3 separate regions of the Sus scrofa genome follow, and regions 2 and 3 are each linked to region 1. Evidence: chromatin contacts called from public Hi-C and HiChIP or PLAC-seq data. All regions are on one chromosome and are shown on one strand. The core of a region is the stretch at or near the end of the contact, and the rest is flanking DNA. Distances in the headings are between cores, read along the strand shown. Region 1 overlaps PEBP4 (phosphatidylethanolamine binding protein 4). Region 2 overlaps BIN3 (bridging integrator 3). Region 3 overlaps BIN3 (bridging integrator 3).

Region 1 (4,958 bases), core at 699-3,198:
TATGCTGGATCCTTAACCCGCTGTGCCAGGTCAGGGATTGAACCTATGTCCCCCTCGCTCCAGAGGAACCACCGCCGACCCCTTTGTGCCATGGCGGGAACTCCTCCAAAGCCATTTGTAAAAAGGTCTCTAGGAGAGATGAGCTGGAGTTAAAGGGAACACCAGTAGTTTCTCTCTGTGGGCAGGCTTGATCGTTGTTGATGAAATTTTTCACACATGAATGTCTATTTCACGGAGTTAGTATCCCCACTTTTTGAGTGAAAAATGGAACAGCTGAGAGGGGAAATGACTAATTTAGGGGTCCCTAGTGAATATCTTCCCCAGGTCCCATGACCTCAAGGCCAGTGTTCTTTCCATCACACAGCATGGCTGCGGCTGAGCCCCAGGGCATCCAGGAAGGGAAGCTGGGGGTTCAGGGCTGTGGGCGACCGGCCAGGAGGGGAGCACGTGTGCTGACCGTTAGTCCTGGCGCCTCTTTCTTGGCATAGAGACTGCCTTTATGTGCATCTCAGATTTCATTTTTTACCACAGGCCTAGCTATCTTGGAGCTTTTTCAGCCACTAAGTCAGGCCTCAAGAAGCGCACCCCAATTTGCTGTGTCTCAGGAGTGATTCTAGCCCACACCCGTCAAGCTCACTAACTGCCTTCGAGGGCAGGGATGCCTGATCTCCAGGCCCAGCTCTCTCACCAGGCAGCTGTGCAACCTAGCACAGGCCGCCTTCCCTCTCTGTGCCTCCCTTTCCCCCCTGGGAAATGGAGTCAGCAATGCCCACCCCCTCCGCAGCCCACATGGGGCGCTGGGAGAGTGGATGAGATCATGTCTGTGTGCTACTTGGCGGAAGGAAGCAGCGGGAGGAGAACAAGGTAGTATTCTTTTCTGGACCTCACTGGGCAGTTGCCATGAAGTTGCTGTGATATACAAGCCTTTCAAAGGCCTCCGGAACCCGTCCCAGGAATGCCATGGGAAGGCAGTGTGTCAGAACCAGCTTGGGCTTCCGAGTAGCTGGGGGGGTGAGTTCAAAGCCCAGCTCAGCCACTTACCAGCTTTGGCAAACCACCCAATTGCTTTCGGCCTCAGTTTCCTCTCCTGTAAAATGGGAATAACCCTAACCACAGAAGGTTGTGTGGTTAAGGATTAAATAAAATAATGCCCGGCATTCATGACTAAGAACGCTGTGGGCCTTGTCAGGACACCTCTTTGTGTTTCTCCCTGGACCATCTCCAGATAAGCACAAATGTCCTACCGCACCCCTTCAGGACAGCCTCAGCAGGAGGGACGAGCTGGCCTTACCAAGCTCCTCCTTTTGAAAAGTGAGAACCGGGGCAGTGAGCACAGGCCTTTCCCAGCATTGCCCAGGCAGCCTGTGACCCACAGAGTGCAGGGTCTGAGGCCAGAGGACTGGGTGAGGCCGGGTGGTCCCTGGAGCCCTGTCCCCTTGGGCAGTGGGGGAGGGGCCCCAGCCTTAGCACCCAAAACTCTCAGCCCGGCCAGCTGTCCAAGGGCAGCAGGCCCCAACACCCTTCACCTCACCAGGTGCAAAGTGAAGGCCTCAGTGAGCCCCAGGCAGAAACGAACTGTCCTGGGGACAGATAGGCATAAACTGTCCTCCTGGTCTCTTTTTGTAGGACAGGAAGGGACACAAAGTTGGGGGATTGGACGCATAAAGAAAAGGTCTCATCGGAAAGGAGTGGTGATGGGGCCGTGGTTGAGGTTGCAGCCGAGGCAAGCAAGGAAGCTGAGAGATCCTTCCAGCAGAGGGTGTGAGAACCAGCCACAAAGCGGCTGAGGCCTCCTGCAGCTCACACCAAAGCTGCTGAGCCAATCTGGCCGACGGTCTGAATTAGTCACCAGTTTTGACAAGGAGTTGCATCAGTTACATAACAGCCTCCCTTGCTCTCCAGTGGGTCTCCTGAGCTGGGCTCTCTCTGGGTGAAGGTGCTGGCTGGTGCAGGGTGAGGGGGTCACCATGTGAGAGCGCAAGGGCCTAAGTTTCCGGCAAAAGTCCTCCCCAGGCCTGCTCCGGCCCTGCAGGGCCAGAAGGAGGCGCCAGCTGTTCACCTCCTGTCTGAGTCTTTGCCACCCTGCCTCCTGAGCAATCCCACGCTAGCCTTGCAACCCTAAGGCTCTGTGCTCTAAGCCTTAGCAGGAAAGATGCCTCAGACGAGGAGTTAAATTGTTCCTCCACTCACGGCAGCTCAGAAGCCCTCGGAGCACTTCCCCTGCTTAATTGGTTATAAGACATCATTATAATAATTATTATCAATAAGCATTTAGTGAGCACCTTTGGTTGTGCCCTGTTCAAGGTATTGGTGGGGCTACAAAGGTGAATAAGACACATGTATGCAGCAGCAGAAGTAACTTGAAATTATAACGCCTTTCCTCCAGAAGGAGAGCACTTTCCATGAAAGAACTCAAAGCCATGACCCCCACTTCCTGCTGAGGGTCAGATGTGATCCCTGCATTGAGGGCTGGAGAAACCAGCCTTGACCTGAGAAATGCCCGGAACAGTGTAGGCTTCTCGTGATCGAGTGGATTTATCCATCCACTGCTCATGGCTAAGTGAAGAGCAATAAATGTTTAACAGTATTAATAATGGGTGATGGTGATGATGATGACAAAAATAATGTCAGAGGAGTTCCCATTGTGGTTCAGCAAATTAGGAGCCCGCTAGCATCCATGCAGATGCAGGTTCAATCCCTGGCCTTGCTCAGTGGGTTAAGGATCCGGCATTGCCATGAGCTATGGTGTAGGTCAAAGACGAGGCTCAGATGTGGCGTTGCTGTGGCTGTGGTGTAGGTCGCAGATGCAGCTCCAATTAGACTCCTAACCTGGGACTTCCATATGCTGCAGGTGCAGCCCTAAAAAGCAAAAAAAAAAAAAAAAAAAGAGCAAAATAATAATAACAATGTCAGAGAAGAGTACATGTGTCCCATTCTGCCCCCAAGTCCTTGGGACTTCAATCCTTCCTTCCTTCCTATTGGCTTTTCTGTTACACTCACAAGATAATAGAAACAAAGGATAGAGGCTTGGGAAACATTTAAGAATCATTCACACAGACTCCAAGCAGGACTTGACTAACTGGTCCAGGAAGTCACCATTACAGCAAGTGGGTGAACACAGGAGTCCTGAGTGAGGTGGGGGCTTCTTGGGCCCATCCTCCCCTTCCCAAGCCTGATTTAAGGGATAGTCCCCAGCCCAGGCCCCAGGGGATAATGGTAACTTCAAAGGCCCATTCCCTGCCAATCATCCTTCCAGATTTGTGACAATTAAGAACCAGCAGAGATCAGACCTCACCAGTCCAGCCTTCCCTTTGTACAGCTGGGAACACAGAGGCCCAGACAGGAGAAGTGACTCAGTCAGGGCCACACAGCAGAGCTGGGACTCCAACTCCCACTCTTTTATCACACTGTGAAAACCAGCAGAGGTGATGGAGAGGACGGGTGAAGGGGAACTGTCAGGGGCCCCCACTTGCAGATTCCACATGACCCACAGTTCCTGCCTCTCAGGCTCCATAGCAAGCAGGTGACAGCTTTGCACAGAGGAGGAGCAGCTGCCCCAAAGAGGACATGTGAGTGGCCGTGATGCCAAGTCAGTGTGTTTCTAGAACAATGAGCCTTTCCTCCGTGCTCAGCTCCCTAGAAAAGAGCTGAAGGGGTAAACTACCCTTAGGCCCACAGGCAAATTCCTGGTGAGAATCGAATCCAGCTTCTATCTCCCAGCAATCTCTCCGGGTATCTACTTGAGATGAGCTTTCCCAGCAATATTTACAGCCAATTAGAGAAAATTAAAGGACTAACTGGGAAACCTAGTGTCAGTCTAGGCCACACAATCGCTCACTCATTCAGCAAACTTCACCGGAGTCTCTGCTGTGTGAGGATCCACTGTGAAGAAAATAGGGTCTCTGATCTTAGTACCTCCCCATCTAGTGGGTAAGACAGGAAAGGAGCATGGGGAGAGAGGGCCATCTGGAGCTGGGAGGCCAGGCAACTGCAGAGCCTGGGTGCTGGGCAGCTGCTGAGAAGCCAGGCTGATGCAGTCCCGTCCATTTGCTTTCGGTTTTCTCTTTGCCCATCGTTCTTCCTCTCCCCCAAAGCACAGATTGCTTTTTTTTCCCCCATGGAAACATGCCCCCTCAGCATCCTCTAGCTCCAGCCTCTGCCTTCAAACTTTCCTTTCCCATCATTTTCCCCATTTGGGACCCAAACTGAGCCTACACCCTATTGATGAATGGATAGATGTAGAGGTTGTGGGGAGGAGCCCCACCAGACTCACCCAGACAGATGTGCTCTGTCCCCCGCACAGCTGTCCGGGCAGCCCATCTGCACTCACTTCCTGCCTCCCAGCTCCAGCCCCTCACACCTCCCACGCAGGGGCGTGGGAAGTCTGGTCCCAAAGCCAGTGTTGAGCACCCCCACCTCCAGCACAGCAAAGCCAGTAGCCCAGGACCCCGGCTCCCACCCTCTACCCTCCCCCACTAGAAATGGTGGCCTGGAAACGACTTCAGCAAGGTGGCTCTTCTGGAGGGCTCTGCCTCAGGGTTCAACCTCAGGCTCTGGGCAGCTGCGGGAGCCGCCCAGCTCTCTCGTTCTCCCAGCGCCATCTGTCTCTATGAAACACTCTGCAGCATCGCTGATCTGATTTCATTATTTGGTCAGAACTAAAGTGCTCTGCTTTGCTCTGGCCAGGTGTCTCCGAGGGAAGGGAAAACTATTTTCAAAAAGTTTGGGGTGCTCCCATGATGGCTCAGCAGGGTAAGACCCCAACATTGTCTCGGTGAGAATGCAGGTTCTATCCCTGGCCTCACTCAGTGGGTTTAGGCTCTGGCATTGCCCCAAGCTCCCGTGTAGGTGGCAGGTGTGGCTAGGATCTGGCATTGCTGTGGCTGTGGTGTAGTCCTGCAACTGCAGCTCCAATTCGACCCCTAGTCTGGGAACTTCCATATGCTGCAGGTGCGGCC
Region 2 (4,958 bases), core at 944-3,443, 120 kb after region 1:
TAGGGGTGTCCCTCCCTGCCCAGGACTCTCAGGGGGCCCTTGGCAGGACATCCTTCTCTTCCCAGGAACTTGGAGCCTCACCTTTTGGAAAGAATCTGACTCCCCCCAGTTTTGATACCATTGCGTTTTTCTTTTGACAGGTGAACCAGATACAAAAGACCGTGATTGAGCCCTTAAAAAAGTGAGTAAAAGTCGGGGGATCACGGGCCTTGGGGCACTTACTGGAAAGGCAGGTCACCCAGCCACTTGGGGACCGAATATCATTTTAGCAACCTGGCCCCAGACTCACGAGGGGCAGACGAGACCTGCCAGGGGACATCAGCTGCCCGATCTGTGTCCCGGGACTGACACTCTTGGTAGCCCAGAGCACCCACCTCGCCAGGTGCTCAGTGATGGCAGGGCCCTTCTGATGCGCCACGGAGGCCAGCGGCACTCCTGTGGTCACTCCGCGGTTGTCCCTTTGTTCCCGGTTGAGGACCCACGGGAGCAGGGCTTGCCGAGTTAAGCTAGCAGAGATCTTGGCAGCCCTCCGTGGGGATGAGCGAGGCCTTTCATCTCGCTCAGCCGGATTGGGAGAGCAGCTGCCTGCAGCACTCGGCTTTTGAAATGTGGGGGCGGCCGCACACGGGGAAGGGAGCAGCAGCAGGGTCCCGCCTGGGAAGGTCCCCTGACTCCTGACCTGTCGGGGTCAGAAACTCTTCTGTGAGACGCGTCTTCTGTCCGCGGCGCTGGTCAGTGATCAGACAGGCCTATTCCCCGGGTCCCCTGGCGGGGGCAGGCAATAAAACAGGGGGGCCGGGGGGTGGGGTGGGGGCATGGGCAGGAACATTGCCTTGAAGCTTCCGAATCACTTTGTCTTCCTCCCTGGCCTCTCCCAGCCCGGCCTGACCTAGAAAGGCTCCCGCTCCAGCCCGGCAGCTGCACTCTATTACCTCGTCTGTGGTGGTCCCTAGCAGTTGCCTCGCCAGGGCCTGGGTAATGAGTCTCTGCTAATTACTATTCGGCCTGGATCAGGGCCTGGAGGGAGATGAAGAGAGCAGGTTTGGATCCTCCGGCCCTGGTGATGGAGTTGTTGAGCTCTTGTTCCCTGTTTGGGTCCAAGAGGTGGGGTTGGGGAAGCTCTTTCTGAGCTGGGCTGTCTGGAGGCTCAGCCATGGCTGGGAGGCTGAACCCAGCCCACAGGGATTTTGCCCCACTCCTCCTCTCCTCAGCCCCAGGGCACAGGTCACATGAGGAGCCGGGCACTGAGGAGGCTGGTAGCTCAGCGGGGTGGTGCTGGAAGGGGCTTGCTGCTTGTGGCTCTCTGACCCGGACTCCAGGCCTGAGGGTTCAGAGCGGCCCCTGCCCACGGCAGTCCAGGGGGCTGCCACGGAGGCTGCCGTGGACACCCCTGGCTGGCAGAGCTAGGCAGGGGACACCAGCCTGCAGAACTGGGGGACTGACTCCTGCCTCGATTTCACAACCAACGAGGCGGCCTCGAAATCTGATGCCTGGCTTCTGGAGCCAAATGGAGAGAAATCCCGGCTGCTTCCCACCACCCAGCAGCCCACCACCTGCCAGGAAGGTGGGCGAGTGGCTGAGGGGGCGGGCACCACCTCCGCTGCAGATCCGCTGACCTCTGCGTGAGCCCCCCAGCCCGCCCGCCTGCCCGGCTGGCTTCCCTGCATCCCGTGGCGACATGCGATCTCCTGCAACCACACCAGGCCGGCACTGCCTGTTGCCGCCTCTTGCCAGGAGAAACGCTCCCCGGGACCCCAGCACCGGAAACAGGAACCTGCAGCTTTCCTGTCCCCTGATGAGGAATATCACCACATGGCCACCCGGCCGCCCCCAGCCTCCCCCCAGGGGGCTCGGCCTCTAATCCCCCCATCTCTGGGCCGCGTTCACATGGTCGGATGGGGATGCTTTCAATTTCCCCTTCCTGGTGGGTGGAAGATCCCGGCTGTGTGGGCACAGATTGAGGAATGGCAGGCATTCCCCACCAGGGCCGGCTGCTCCCAGCCCACCTCCCAGCCGGCCTCCCTCCCCCCTTTCCCTCCGCCTCTCGCTGCCTCTTCACCCCACGCTCCCCCAGGGGAGGTGTTTGTTGTCCAGGCTTAGGACAAGCCAGAGACAGCAGAGCTGCAGCGAGCGCCTGGGCTAGGCCCAGCCCGGTCCTCCCTTTGAGGGTAGATCTGATTCAGACTTTAGGAGCTCAGAATGTGGTGTGGAAGCCAGGATGCAATCTCGAGAAAAGGGGCCAGAATAACAACCGGGGCAGTGTGAGGAGGCGGGAGGGCAGCCCAGCCTCGGCCAGGCCTCGCCTCTGAGTCCCTCTGAGTTGAACTTGCAAAATGGCAGAGCCCCGCTCGGGAGCAGGGCGGGGGATGTCACGGGCTGTGTGCGGGGGCAGGGTGCCTCCTGGGGTCCTGGCCGAGGGACTCCTTGCCCCTGATTTCCAGGGGAACGCCGGGCACAGAGCAGGCGGCTCTGACCCACAGCCTTATTTCTTAGTGGCAGCCCAGCCAAAGGGCAGGCTTGGCACCTCGGGGAGAGCTGGTCCCCCCATCGTGTCAGGCAAAGTCAGGTTCCCTGTAGGGTCCCAGGGGCACATCTGGGAGGGTCCAGTCACTGGATCAGCCTGTGCTTGTCCTCCCTCCCTGCAGCCAGGGGAGAGGCAGCACACGAGGGGGTCCTGCGGCCTGGAGCTCCTCTCCCACCCAGCAACAGCCGCAGAGCTCTTACTGTTACTGCCAAGTAAAAACTGCTAAGAACAGAACAGTTCTTCCTGTTACCACTAAGTCGAAAAAGAGGAGGGGGCCTCAGTGGGGCGGTGACCTGAGCCAGGAGTTACAGAGGCCCCCGCTGTCGTCAGCCACCTTTGATTACAGTCTGATCTTCCGTGCAGACCTCAGTTGCCCTGCTTAAGGTCAGAAGGGTGTGTCTCCTGCCCCTGGGGTTCCCACAGCCACCCAGGCGGTAAGGGATTCCTACTCACAGCAATGAACTGAGCGAGCTGGGCGCTCCGCGGCCTCTGAGTTTGACTATTGTGAGAAGTGGGAGTTATCATGGTGAAGAAATGCTTTTCCTGGAGCGTCTCACAGAGCAGCTGGGATCAGTTCCGGCTGCAGCCACTTCCTCCCGGCAGAGGACAGGTGGTCTTGCTTCCAGAAGGCTGAAGGTAGTGTCCCGTAGACACACCCATCCCCTGAGGTTGCCCGGAAATCTGTCGGCCCTGGCTCCATGCCTTCCTCCTCTGCTCAGGACCCGGCCTGGGCTTGGCTTTTGCTCCCAAGTCCCTGCATTCAGTCAGCCTTCCCGGTCTATCCACCCCTGGCCCTGGAAATAAAGCCTGGTTGACAGCTGGGAGAAGAGGGTTAGGACACAGGTACGCGTGCTGCTGGGGTCAGAGGCATGACTTGCCCGACCTGGGCCGGGAGACCTGTCCTGAGCCGCAGGCCACCCCGCACACGTGGCTTCCTTCATTGCGGTGGCCTCCTTCCTGAGCATGTGAGCCAAGGTGATGGCCCTGGGCCAAAGGTGAGGCCTCCTGTCCTTGTTCTGTTGCTGTGCTGGCCCTTACCCAGCATCTCTCTGGGCAGCCAGAGGCCCAGGCACTGGGGCCACCCAGCCGAGAATCAGGGAAGCTACTAGTGGCCCTTGTCTAGTTAAGGGGCAGAGGGAGGTGATGTGATAGCTTCTCAGACCCAACCAACGCTGCTGCCTTGAGCCACATGCCTCTGGGCCAGGAGGGAGAGGGGCGCCCCTCGCAAGTGCACCGCCCGAGGCCAGAGCAGCGAAGTGAGTCCAGCTCCTCCCGATGATCATGGTCTGCCCTGTCCCAGTGGGACGTGTCCTAGAGGTGGCTGGTCCAGTGTGCACAGCGCAGAGTAGGCCTACATCTTCTGCCTGGCACATCAGTCGTTCAGGTATTAATTTGGGTTTTGGTGGGGGGGGGGTGGCCACGATGGAGGATTTGGAGAGCGGATGCTCTGGCCCCACAGTAGCACCTCCACCTACGTAGTGAGCCCACTATAGACCCCAGTAAGTTAGAAGAATCCACTTTAGTGGCCTCTCCCTTTGCTTCATCAAAATCTTCTGCCTGGGTCTATAGCTTTGCTGGGGGCGTTTGGTGCTTCAGTCAAGTGTATGTTCTCTCTTCTCTGGCAGAAGTCTTTCCTTCTCTCGTGGCGTGTGGACTCTAGATGTGCAGCGCCTTTATCCCACCCCGTCGTCATCTTCTCTGGGATGCTCCTGGCCCAGAGATCCCCACTCTGTGCTGCTCAACCCCCTGAACAGCTGTGGCGCTGTCATCCCGGCCAGGCTGGATCTCCAGTCGCTTCTCAGGCTCCCAGCTGTGCGATGGACACTCGCGCCCCTCAGGCTTCACGTTCAAGGAAGCTGCCCCATCTTTTCCTGTCCAGTTGTAGAAAACCTGCTTGCGGTTTGTCTGGCCCCTTCCCACACCCATTAAACAAGGAAAATGCAGCATCTCTGCCTGGGATGTGGTCCCGCCCTGGGTCCACCTCAAGGTCGTGTCGCCCTTCCCAGTCACAAAGATCATGCCCACAGGGGCCAGAAACGCCGGAAGCTCTGCTGCGGCCCTGTCTGAACGGCCAATCTAGCATCTCCCGGTGGTTCTTTTAGCCCTGGTATTGTCGAGGCGCTCTTGAGTCATTCTTCTCAAACAACTGGTTTGACAGTTTGGCTATTTCAGCAGGAGAACATGAGGATTCCTGCTTTTCCCACAGAGCTGGTGCAGTAGGCCCGGAGCAGGAGGTGGTGGTGGTGGTTTATGGAAATAGAGTTGATTTACTACATTGTGTTAGTTTCAGGTGTACAGCAAAATGATTCAGTTACACACACACATATATATTCTTTTGCAGATTCCTTTCCATTACAAGTTATTATAAGACAGTGGACATAGTTGCCTGTGCTCTACAGTAGGGCCTTGTTTCTCTCTTTTATATATAGCGGTG
Region 3 (4,958 bases), core at 1,231-3,730, 95 kb after region 1:
CTTTATAAGAACTTATTCCATAGATTTGAAAACCACGAGTCACCTTATAGAAAAGAAAACCCAAGTGGACAAAAGCCTAAACCAAGATGTTCCATTTATTTGTAGTCAGGGAGGAGCAGATTAAACCAACAATGAGAAATGAGATGCCATTTCACCGCCATTGGACTGGCAAGAATGGTAAATTGCGTCTGGCAATGCCAAGTATTGGAGGATGAGGAGCGGTGGGAACCGGCAGCCACTGCATGGGGTGGAGGTGGGCAGAGGAGCGACACAAAAATGGCTCTGAGAGTTTGCAACACCTCACACAGTAGGAGACAGGCCTAGCCCTCACACAGAGAAACTTCTCCACCTGCACAGCAGCAGACCTGCACAGGAGTGGTCACGGCTTCTTTGTTTGCAGAGGTCCAGCCTCTGAAGAATGGGAAAATAAAACATGGTATCATGACACAGTGAAATATGTAGTGATGAAAATGAGTGAAGGAGAGCTGTGTGTGTATCTACAGGGGCAGATCTCAGAAACATAAAGCTGAATCTAAAAGCTGGTTTCAAAATGATACATTCAGTATTGTGCTATTTGTATCATCTAGACTTGTAAGACAATATATTGTGCTTATGGATTCAAACTAATGTAGTAAAAGTATGAGAATAAACCCTAAGTCCGGGGTAGTGGTTACCTGGAGGATAACAGGGAAGGAGGGGAGGAAATGGAATCAGGCTGGAACACTCGGAGCTTTAGCAGGATCGTTGCTGTTGTACTGCTTGAAGAATACGATCTGAAGCAAGTATGGCTCAGTGTAGGAAGTTGGCAACGCTAGGTGGTAGATACATGAGTACTTACTGTGTATGCTTGATACTTTTCTGCGTGGTTACAGTATTTCTGTAATTCTTGACCAGCATCAGGGCCAAGGCTGACCTCATAGAGAATTACTGCCTCCTGTGGCCACAAAGCTGGAGATGACCTAGGGAGGTGGGTCTCTAGGTGAGTTTGCATCCAGCCCTCCTCCTCCTGCTTTCTAGGGGCCAGCCCCTTAACAGATAAGGGGAAAAGGTAGCATGAAAGCTCTTTTTAAGATTCCTGGTTTGGGGAGTTCCCGTTGTGGCTCAGAAATGAACCCAACTAGTATCCATGAGGTTGCGGGTTCGATCCCTGGCCCCCTCAGTGAGTTAAGGGTCCAGAAGTGCCATGAGCTGTAGTGTAGGTTGCAGACGGGGCTCAGATCTGGCGTTCCTGTGGCTGTGGCATAGGCCGGCAGCTACAGCTCTAATTTGACTCCTAGTCTGGGAACCTCCATATGCTGCGGGTGTGGCCCTAAAAAGAAAAAAAAAAAAATCCTGGTTGGTAAGGGACGGAAGTAAGAATGAAATTAAAGCTAGTGCCTCAGAAGCTAACCAGCTGGTCTGGTGTCTCTCAGAGTCTGCGTCTCAGCCACTGTGAACCCATCGAAGGCTTCTCTCTGGCTTGTTCCATAAGCGGGACAAACCTTTCACCTCCAAATGCCTTATGATTCCCTTTTATGAACTGGGAAATCCCACTTTCTACCTCTTCCTGTCTTAAATTAGAATGAGAATAGGTAGTTATTTGTCCATCAAATATGAGAAGTTTTTAAAGAGCTGCCCCCACCAATCCAAACTTCTTCCCCGAATTGCCTTCCTTCCTCTCTCTTCTTGACCTTTTGATGCTCCATCAGCCTCCAAACGTCTGCCACAAATTCTTTCACTACTCAGGAGGAAGTTACCACTCAGTTTCAAGCAAATATGTTAACTTGGGCCTGGTAGTGGTGCCTTGTGACGTGGAACTGCCGCCTGCTCCCGGAACATGTCAGGTTTCCGGGCCATACTTTTCTCTGTGTAACCTTGTTCAGGTTCCCCTCTGGGCCTCCGTTTGATCATCATCATCAAAATACCACCGCTACGACCTTTACGACAGATACTTACAGGCTGCTTACACTAGGCCAGGAACCATTAAAGTCATCTAGCTTTTAAGGTGACTCTCTAAGATAGGTACACTCTGACCCTATTTTATAGACAAGGAAACTGAGACACAGGAAGATGAGGTAGCTTGTGCACATCTCACAGCTGGCAGATCTTGAGCCCAGGCAGTCTGACTCCGGGGCACATCCCCTTACCCAGGGCACTGTCTCTTGAGTGAACTGTGGGAGGGCACCGCTTTGAATGAGCTGACAAGCTAGGAAGCACCTAGCACGGAAACCGGCAATAGTAGCTGCTCAATAAATGGCTGCTTTAATGGGCTGTCTCCCCCGACATTTCTGGGATTCGGTCTGTCTTTCCTTCTCAGAGGTCAGCCCAGGGAGCATGGGGAAGGAGGGATCACAGCTGAGCTGGGTGAGTGTTCTGGTCCAAGTGACAGATCAGCCAAGTCACAGAGTCATGCCTTTTATTTTTAAACACACACATACCTCCTCGGACTGGCGGCCAGCGAGGCTCGTGTTCTCCGTGCTCTGGTTTGGGATCCGGCTAATTTAGGGGAAGGACTAAGGTGGGGCCGGAGAGGCTGTGGCCGACCGTAGGCGCTGGAAATGGGTCAGTCACAGCTCTGCCCATTTCCCCTCCTGACACGGTCTCTCACGTCCTTGCCGGGACTGAACTTGCCTCGGCCCTTGGCACCGCAGCCAACTGGCCCTTCAGAGAGGATGGCATCCAACAAGCAGCTGCCGCACCGGAGCCAGCTGACTCCCCCTAAGCCCTGGCCTGGCCCGCCGCACGCTCTCTCCCATTGTCAAGGTGCTGGTAGCCTTGGGGGGCCTCAGACCAGAGAAGGCTAGGGTGACAGAAGGCTGGGAGGAGGGGGGCTCATCCTTCCAGCCTGCAGAAGCTGCTGCCTTTCGCCCACCTTCCTGCTCTTGCCGAGACAGTGACTCAGGCCCAGACCACTCCCCGGGGAGCCAGGATTTCAGCCACTATCAACTGCCGCCTACTCTTTGCTCTGCTCTCCCTTCATTCTCACCTCTCTCCCCTGCCCCCCCCCACCAAAAAAAAAAAAAAACCCTGTCATCTTTGCCCAACTGGAGATATCAGAAAGATACAGGGTGGGGTAGACTGAATCATTGCCTGGTTCTCTCCACCCCCAGCCAGGCCTAGGCCCAGGCCCGTTCAGTCTCGGTGGAAACAAATTCTGGAGGCCAAGCAAAGGCCAGGGAAGAGGGTGTAGGTTTTTAAGCTCTTCTCGGTCATGGAAGTGGAAGACTCTCTGAAGAAGGCGGGGCCCGAGGGATCTGCTGGGGTGACCAGGGGATCCCCACCCAGCTGCCATCTGGGCCTGCCTCTCATCTCTGCCTCTGCAGTGGAGGGGGTGGGGAAACAAAAGATTGAGAAACCTAGCAAATTGAAAATGCACAAGAGCTGGTTTTGTAAATAGACGTTACACAAGAGCAGGAGTTTTTTGGGAAAGGTTTTACTGAGGCAGACAGAATTAGCCAGCTGGCATCATGCTGCTAATGGAGATATTTACTGTTTGAAAAAGTATATTTGTAGCTTTGGAGAACATCCTGTTGACTTTTCTTTATTGTGAAAGAAAATAGAACCTTTTTTCCCCCCCTTCCCCTCTGTACACATAGAACTTTTTTTTCTTTTTGAGGTGGGGCCTGTTGAGGGTTGGGGAAGGGTAGGGCTGAGAGTCATGTTTTCTCCATTTTGTTGCTGAGACCAAAATACCCTTGCTCCTGCCCTCTGGTGCTCACATTTATGGCATGGCAAGTGGAACCAAGTCGGGAACTCTGGTCCGGGGCCGGGAGCTCACAGCCTGCCTGATGGCTTCCAGAACATCAGGATTCTCTGGGGAGCAAGAGACTCTGCCTATGTACCCGATTCCAAGGGGAGACCCCGAGGAAAGCTCTCGGGAGGAGGAGGAACTGAAGTCCGGAGCCCAGTGAACCCCCATGCCCCATCAGCCCGGCTATGCCAGGGCAGCTCCATCCTCGGAGCTGCTGTGATGCTGTCACTCTTGCCACACACTTTCCAAAGCAGCTGCTTCTGAGGGTGTCCCCGCGTTCCTGTTCACAGGATGAAGTTGGGGGTGGGGGATGGTCACCGAGAAGAGGCAGAGGAGCCGGTTGGTGTGCAGTTGCTGTGCTCTTTCCTCTCGCCATCTTTCACCCCCTCAGTGGCAGAGAATCTGATCCCTCCATCAGGGCACCCGCCCCAGTTTTCTGGATATTTCTGTGGCAGAGTGGAGCACCTTTGCTATTTGGCAGCCTGAGAATAAACCCAGCAGGCTCTCCTCCACCCGTCTTTCCACTCAAGCCCTTGAAAATGTCTTCCCTTGACCCCTGCTCTGATAACGTCACCAGGCTTTACTGCCACTGCCAAAGGCCAGCTCCGTTTGTCTCAGTTTCCACTGAATGCACTTTCCCTTGACTCCAGCTGGTACTTGTGGCTGGTGATTCCTCTTTCGGTGGTATTTTGGCCAGGCAAGGATCGAGAGACCAGGGACAATGGCATTACCTTCCTTTGTCTTTTATATAGCCTCATCTAAGAGTAGGTTTTTCAGGAACCCTAAATTATGGCATTTTATAGGGCCCTTGGGGCAGTGGACTCATTTTACTCATCCATTTAATCATTCATTCCCTGCTTACTGGTGCAGAAAACCAGACTCCAAGCTCCATGAGATCATAGAATGAATCTGCCTTATTCATCCTGATGTCCCTAGAACCTCACATAGTGCTAGGCGTGGAGGAGGCCCTTAATACCTAGTTACTGACTGTTCATTCAGTAAAAGGTTGAAAATAGCACTGTGCCTAGTACAGCACTTGCAGGAGTTGGAAAGAAGCGCAAGATTCAGTCTCTGCGCTTGAGGTGCTGATATGTCACGATCAGAAAGCAAAATGTATGCACACCAGAGTTAATTAGCATGTACCTTTTACCAAGCGGAGTTGACTTCAGTAATGAACAGATGGCTCAGTCTTAGGACAAGCATTTGCACAGTTGGTCACAGCACTAGG

What was found. A called contact is a pair of places that touch in the nucleus more often than the background predicts. HiChIP or PLAC-seq counts read pairs in DNA pulled down with a chosen protein or histone mark.
Region 2: a Hi-C map of omental adipose tissue shows a contact between it and region 1, with 2.1 times the contacts expected there. The contact joins two enhancer-like sites. A contact is called at or near these places in 17 of 47 Hi-C or Micro-C datasets (adipose tissue, embryonic fibroblasts, epiblast stem cells and 10 more) and 2 of 2 datasets of contacts at active chromatin or transcription factors (alveolar macrophages and skeletal muscle).
Region 3: a contact with region 1 is called in an H3K27ac HiChIP or PLAC-seq map of skeletal muscle. The contact joins two enhancer-like sites. A contact is called at or near these places in 15 of 47 Hi-C or Micro-C datasets (alveolar macrophages, blood, embryonic fibroblasts and 7 more) and 2 of 2 datasets of contacts at active chromatin or transcription factors (alveolar macrophages and skeletal muscle).

The regions. Positions count from the first base shown.
Region 1 is chr14:7,004,176-7,009,133 of Sscrofa11.1, reverse strand. The region is part of intron 3 of PEBP4 (phosphatidylethanolamine binding protein 4); the gene reads left to right. Among named protein-coding and RNA genes, the nearest start is that of EGR3, 58 kb to the right of the region's middle. Within about 2 kb of position 1,948, at least 23 of the 83 cell types and tissues checked have an H3K27ac peak or open chromatin away from gene starts, as enhancers often do. A contact at or near this core is called in adipose tissue, omental adipose tissue, skeletal muscle and 1 more, where this site is marked.
Region 2 is chr14:6,879,951-6,884,908 of Sscrofa11.1, reverse strand. It overlaps BIN3 (bridging integrator 3), which reads left to right. Exons shown (of 11, transcript XM_021073387.1): 6 at 141-181. Among named protein-coding and RNA genes, the nearest start is that of CCAR2, 22 kb to the right of the region's middle. Within about 2 kb of position 2,193, at least 16 of the 83 cell types and tissues checked have an H3K27ac peak or open chromatin away from gene starts, as enhancers often do. A contact at or near this core is called in adipose tissue, omental adipose tissue, skeletal muscle and 1 more, where this site is marked.
Region 3 is chr14:6,909,918-6,914,875 of Sscrofa11.1, reverse strand. The region is part of intron 1 of BIN3 (bridging integrator 3); the gene reads left to right. Among named protein-coding and RNA genes, the nearest start is that of BIN3, 15 kb to the left of the region's middle. Within about 2 kb of position 2,480, at least 26 of the 83 cell types and tissues checked have an H3K27ac peak or open chromatin away from gene starts, as enhancers often do. A contact at or near this core is called in omental adipose tissue, skeletal muscle and subcutaneous adipose tissue, where this site is marked.